2 separate regions of the Zea mays genome follow, and region 1 is linked to region 2. Evidence: chromatin contacts called from public Hi-C data. All regions are on one chromosome and are shown on one strand. Each heading gives the region's core, a stretch centred on a gene start, on an enhancer-like site or on the middle of the called end of the contact. The rest is flanking DNA. Distances are from core to core; before and after follow the strand shown. Region 1 has its middle 7.1 kb from the start of LOC118472318. Region 2 holds the start of LOC100500990 (mitochondrial 2-oxoglutarate/malate carrier protein).

Region 1 (2,700 bases), core at 184-2,683, 170 kb before region 2:
GTTGTAGTTTATAACGTCAATCTAAATAGTTTTAAAAATTATTTTTAATCTAAATAATAAACAAAATAACTTATCTAAATGTATTTTAAAGGCTTACAGTTCCATCTCCACGATTTTTTAGAGCGCCCAATGACCTGCTCCACCAACTCCATCAAATTTCTTAGAGCTAGAGCTATACCAAACAGTGCCTGAGAAAGGAGATGGCTCAACTGCTCGTAAGTAACCCTCCTCTATTAGGCTCTCGATACCTGAGAGGCAAGCTTAAGAAGGCGAGGGTTGCTGTCGCTAGAGTGTTTGGTGACTTGACTAGAACTAGGGGTGGTAAATGAATCACAATCCGTTTCTTCATAATAAGTTAGGGCTCTTAATTAATTTTAGTTCAAAATAAATAGAAATAGAGCTTGATCCTAAGCCGATTCGTTCATCTTAAATTTTATAGTGTAAAATCTAAAGTCCATTAGACTGTGTCTAGCAGATTATCCATATGGTTACCTAAAATACAGTTTTGCACTATTTTACATAATGGAGTTTGAATATGGTGATAGAGATGAGTAAGCTGCTCCACTCCTAACCAGAATTATGGAATTCTCCTTGGACAAATCACTATTAGCGATCATTCCAAACCTTAGCTTAAGACCAATAGGAGTCCCAAGGCAAGACTAGAAGTGTGAAATCCTGTGTGATGAAAATATTGTGTTAGTTAACATTAGAACATTGCTTTAAAATTGGCATAGGCTTTGCAAGTGATTATTAACATAATTTGGAAGTAATGTATGTGTGCAAATATATGTTTTGATATTGATGTAACACACTTGGTGCTGTGTTTTTTCTTAGATTAACCTTAAATCAAGTCGTGGGCTTGCCCTCGTACTCGGTTGTATGGATTATTGATATCGAGGTGTTGGTTGAGGCAAAATGGGCCGGTGGCGACGATGAAAACTAGTTTCCTCTATTAAGTAGAGAGGTGATGAGGTACGGAAACTAAGTTTTACTTTTATGTATTAAGTAGAGAGGAAATGAGGTACCAAAACTAAGTGAGGTACGGAAACTAAGTTTTACTTTTCTGTGTTAAGTGGAGAGGAAATGAGGTACCAAAACTAAGTTTTGGGACTAAGTTTAGGAACAAATTAACTGAGGTTCTTGATCAAAGATGATGTGTGAGATGTTTCATACTGTTGCAAATGACCATCGCGTGTGTTGTAGATATATATGAAATGCCTAGAAAGGAGAAAAAAGAGGAAAAAATGAAAGAAAAAGAAAAGTAAAAAGGGGGGAAAATTGATTGCCAGTCTGGGTCACTCGGCCGTGAGTGCGTGTGAAGCACCGGGCCAAGAGCTGGCGGATGCAACCAAAACCGGACTGGCCTTGCTCTCTGTGCGCGTGCGGCACAACAGAGGGGTTTGGGGCAGCCCACTCGGCGGCCATTCCACAGGCGGCCCAAGATGAAGGTGCCGGCCCAGGACTATTGGCGCGGAGGGCGCCCTGTCAGCTGGAGCGGGCGCGACCTATGACGTGAAAGTAAAGGCGGCCTGCTGCGTGGAGGAGCGAGGCCCAGCTGGGCGTCGGCCCGCGTGAAGGGGTGCACCCAGGATGGGAGAACGCGGCCTAAGTCAGCCGCTGGTGGTCCAAGAGAAATTCGTGTTCGAGGGAGATATTCGTTCCTTTAGTTTTGTTTTGTTTTGTTTTGATTTGAGAGATATTTAGGCACTAGATTAGATCTATTAAAAGATTAATCTAGGATTTTTAGAGATCTTGAGGAACTCATTGATTCTTTTATAAAACAGCTTATATATATAAATATTGGAGATTAATGTGTTGATTATGCAAGATGTGGTAATATCGTTCATCTCGCTTTGTTCATTGATTGTATTGTATGTCTAGATTTTGATTCTAGATTGACTTGGTAAATTCAGTTGTTTATATTATATTAGATCATTTAGATCGTTTATAGAGCATAAAACTAGTGACCTGCAATAGTTTGCAATATTAATCATTTAATGGTTCTTGATTGGTTAAGAAATTAGAGGTTGATTAATTTTCTGTCGTACTCTAAAACAACATTATTGTTTTGTTATCCGTAAAAGTCCAGGCGATGCGATTCCAGTTAGGTTAGTTCCATAACTTTATATAGTTTATGGTAGTTTATAGGGCACAAAACTAGTGACCTGCAAAGTTCGGAGTATTAATCTCATAGTCATGAAGCAACTAATCGTCGTAATATGTAGACAGTCACACGGTTTGCTAAGACCGTGATATATAGACGGTCAGACGGTTTGCTAAAAAGAGAAAGAAACCAGATAAAAGAAACACGAGAACAGGTAGAGACAAATAAGCTAAGTGTTGAACAACATTTGTGGCATTAGGCACGGTCCGACCGCGTAGTTGGACGGTCCGCGATATGAATAGATCAGGTGGATCAACTCTTTTCTCCACGCGTGTTTATCCCTCTAAACTCGAGGGAGTTATTGGAGGACGCCCCGACCCCCTTATACATTTGAACGACCGATTGAATTATCAACAATCGAATCAAATCAAATCATAATATCTTCCGTTCCTTTACTTTTTGTCCTAGGAGTAGACAGTAACATAGTCCTTTTCACCTCAATCTTCACCTCTTCGATTCTAAGTTGTCTGGAGGCGTCTTGGATGGCCTGTCGATCCCAATATAAGCCATAGGATCTCTCCTCCCTGATGGGTCCC
Region 2 (2,700 bases), core at 116-2,615:
ATCACGTCGTCTAGCTCATTGTCCACCTGAAGCCCAACCTGCCACGTAAGTCGCTACTGACTGGCCATGAATTCTTGTGCACTGAGACGATGGCCGTTGCTGACGTTGTATGAGTGTCCTCGAACACGATGTATGTAGAGGAGTAACGCGTCCGGTGGTGCAACGACCAGGGGTACTACTTTGCTGATGAGCCCGGGGTGCACTTCGTTTTACAGCCCAGCCAAGAGTCATCAGTACTCGGTATGTCGCGCGCGTTCGACGACTACTATATCGAGGACTGTGGCGTCATCTTGGCGCCAGAGATAACGCAGAGGAGGACCGACAACAATGACCAGTTCGTCATCCTCGCCACCGTTGGGGTAGCTTTTGTGCCTGCTTGTCTTTAATTCTCTTCGCAAACACATACTTGCCTTTTTGTTTAAGCAAAAGCGTATGATGGTACGTGTCTGATGACTAATGATGTACGAGCGAATTTCTTCCGGTATGTGTGGAACGTGCTCTCCAATGATGAGACCATACAAATCGTGACATATATCGAAGTCTGCATGATACTGATGGTTGCAATATAGTGCTGAAACAGATAGATTATAAATAACAAAATCTATATATGGACAGAATCATAAATTGATTATGAAACATTTTCTCACAACGGTATAACACACATTTTGTATATAAGTTATCGTAATATACTGGTATTATATATTCTCGTTGCAACACACGAGCATTCAGCTATTTATATTATAATCTTGGAAAAAAACAATAGGCTTGTTTGGTTCAGCTTTTTTCTGACCAGCTTTTTTAAAAATCTAGCTGTGGGGAGAATCTGGCTGTGGGGAGAATCTGAGTATCATAGGGCTCAGGATCTAGAAAGTGACGGATTCCTACTATTACACCGACTCAACCATTATGTGTTTATGTTGATTTTAGATGATTTTTGCTCCAACGAATTTTATAGAAGCTGACTGAAAAGCTGAACGTTTGGTAGTCCGCAGCAGCTTTTGGTGGCCAGAAGCTGCTAGAAACCGAAACAAACAGGCCCAATGTTTCGTTGTGACGTAAAGGGCGACACGGGCGCGGACGTGAACCCCGGTGCGGCGCCCCCTCCGTGGTCCACACTCGACTCCGCCTTCCACCGTAGCCGCAAGTTGGATCTGTCCTAGGAGCCCACTCCGGCACTACCGATTCGCACTCCTGCATAGACCAAGTCCCGTACACCACCTCCTCCTAGGCTACCCACGGCCACATTTGGACCCCGCACCGTCCGTGCACCGCGCCCACACGCCGAAACGGCGATCCCACACGCGACGTCGCCCACGAGGCCGCGGCGCACCTTGCCTGGCCGCAACAACCATTTCTTCTTCCTTTTTCTATATCGCGTTACGTCCCTACCCAGCGATCTAGGCCGCCGCCTCTCCTACTGCATCTCCCTCGCTCTCGTCGCCTCGTTCGCTTCGCCTCCGCCCCGCCCCGCCCCGAGCAGAGCGCAGCCCTATCCGGAGCTGGGATGGCGGACGCGAAGCAGCAGCAGCAGCAGCAGCAGCAGCCACAGCAGGCGGCAGCGGCAGCCACCGGCGTGTGGAAGACGGTCAAGCCCTTCGTTAACGGCGGGGCCTCTGGGATGCTCGCGACCTGCGTCATCCAGCCTATCGACATGGTCAAGGTACCGTATCACCGCACCGCTCTGTCACTCCTCCACTCGGCTTCCTTCACAGTGCTCGTGTGTGAGCTGGTGAGGCGGGATCGGGGCGTGGCGGCCTTAGATCTACGGGAATGGGGTTGCTTGCCGCGTGAATCAGTCGGTTAGATGCTTACCTGCGGAGTTTGCCCCTTTTTGGTTGGATCTGATGAATCGAGCGTGCCCTTGGGGTCAGCGTAGTGGAACTAAGCTTGCTGTTAGGTATTTTGGTGCGGCTAGCTTTAGATCCGTCGGAATTGCCATGACTGGATCAAGCATGCGTGGGTTGCTGGGAACTGAAGTTGTTCCTTTTCTTGGCCGCGCGATCTGTTTGTTAAGGATGGCACATTTCGCTTGCTGTAGTTACTTGGTTCCATGGGGATCGGTTTGTGTGCCGCGATTTTAATTGATGTGAGGTGGCCATCTGTGCGTTGCTCCTTGGTTCTCTTTTGCGAAGATCGGGATATCTATGGAGGTTGTTAGCTAGCCATTTGATGGTTTTCATTTCTAGTAGGTGGTTGTTTTTTAAGATGCCCTCTGATTTCCTCTTAGAAGAAGATACTAGTTTTTTATTGCCTCTATGTTTGAATGGAGTTGAGCAAATGTAAATATGTTAAATACAATTGTAGTTTCTTGGTGAAAATGTACTCGTTGAAAAATGTAAATATGTTATCATAATACCGTCGATGCTTCAACCTAAAAGAACCTTAGGTCGTAGGTAAAGGGAACCACATGTTTTAACTTCTGTCGCAACTTGAAAATTGGCTTAATAGATGTCACTGTTGAAAGTCTTGATGTCATGCCTTTTTGGATCTTTATACTCTAGGGCTCTTTGCACGTGGAGCCCATCTTGTATTAATTCTTATTATTGTTTTGGTTTCAGGTGAGGATCCAGTTGGGTGAGGGCTCTGCTGGTCAGGTCACAAGGAACATGCTTGCAAATGAGGGTGTCCGTTCTTTCTACAAGGTTTGTTTTGTTTTCCTGGGTGCTCTGTAACTTCTCCTTGTACAAAGTTCTAATACTT

What was found. A called contact is a pair of places that touch in the nucleus more often than the background predicts.
Region 1: a Hi-C map of tassel shows a contact between it and region 2, with 4 times the contacts expected there. The contact joins the enhancer-like site here to the promoter of LOC100500990 in region 2. A contact is called at or near these places in 2 of 25 Hi-C or Micro-C datasets (endosperm and tassel).

What each region holds. Positions count from the first base shown.
Region 1 is chr6:142,274,179-142,276,878 of Zm-B73-REFERENCE-NAM-5.0, reverse strand. No RefSeq gene overlaps it. Among protein-coding and RNA genes, the nearest start is that of LOC118472318, 7.1 kb to the left of the region's middle. Within about 2 kb of position 1,433, at least 17 of the 20 cell types and tissues checked have an H3K27ac peak or open chromatin away from gene starts, as enhancers often do. A contact at or near this core is called in endosperm and tassel, where this site is marked.
Region 2 is chr6:142,108,344-142,111,043 of Zm-B73-REFERENCE-NAM-5.0, reverse strand. It overlaps LOC100500990 (mitochondrial 2-oxoglutarate/malate carrier protein), which reads left to right and starts at 1,365. Exons shown (of 6, transcript NM_001397528.1): 1 at 1,365-1,660; 2 at 2,559-2,642. The coding sequence starts at 1,505.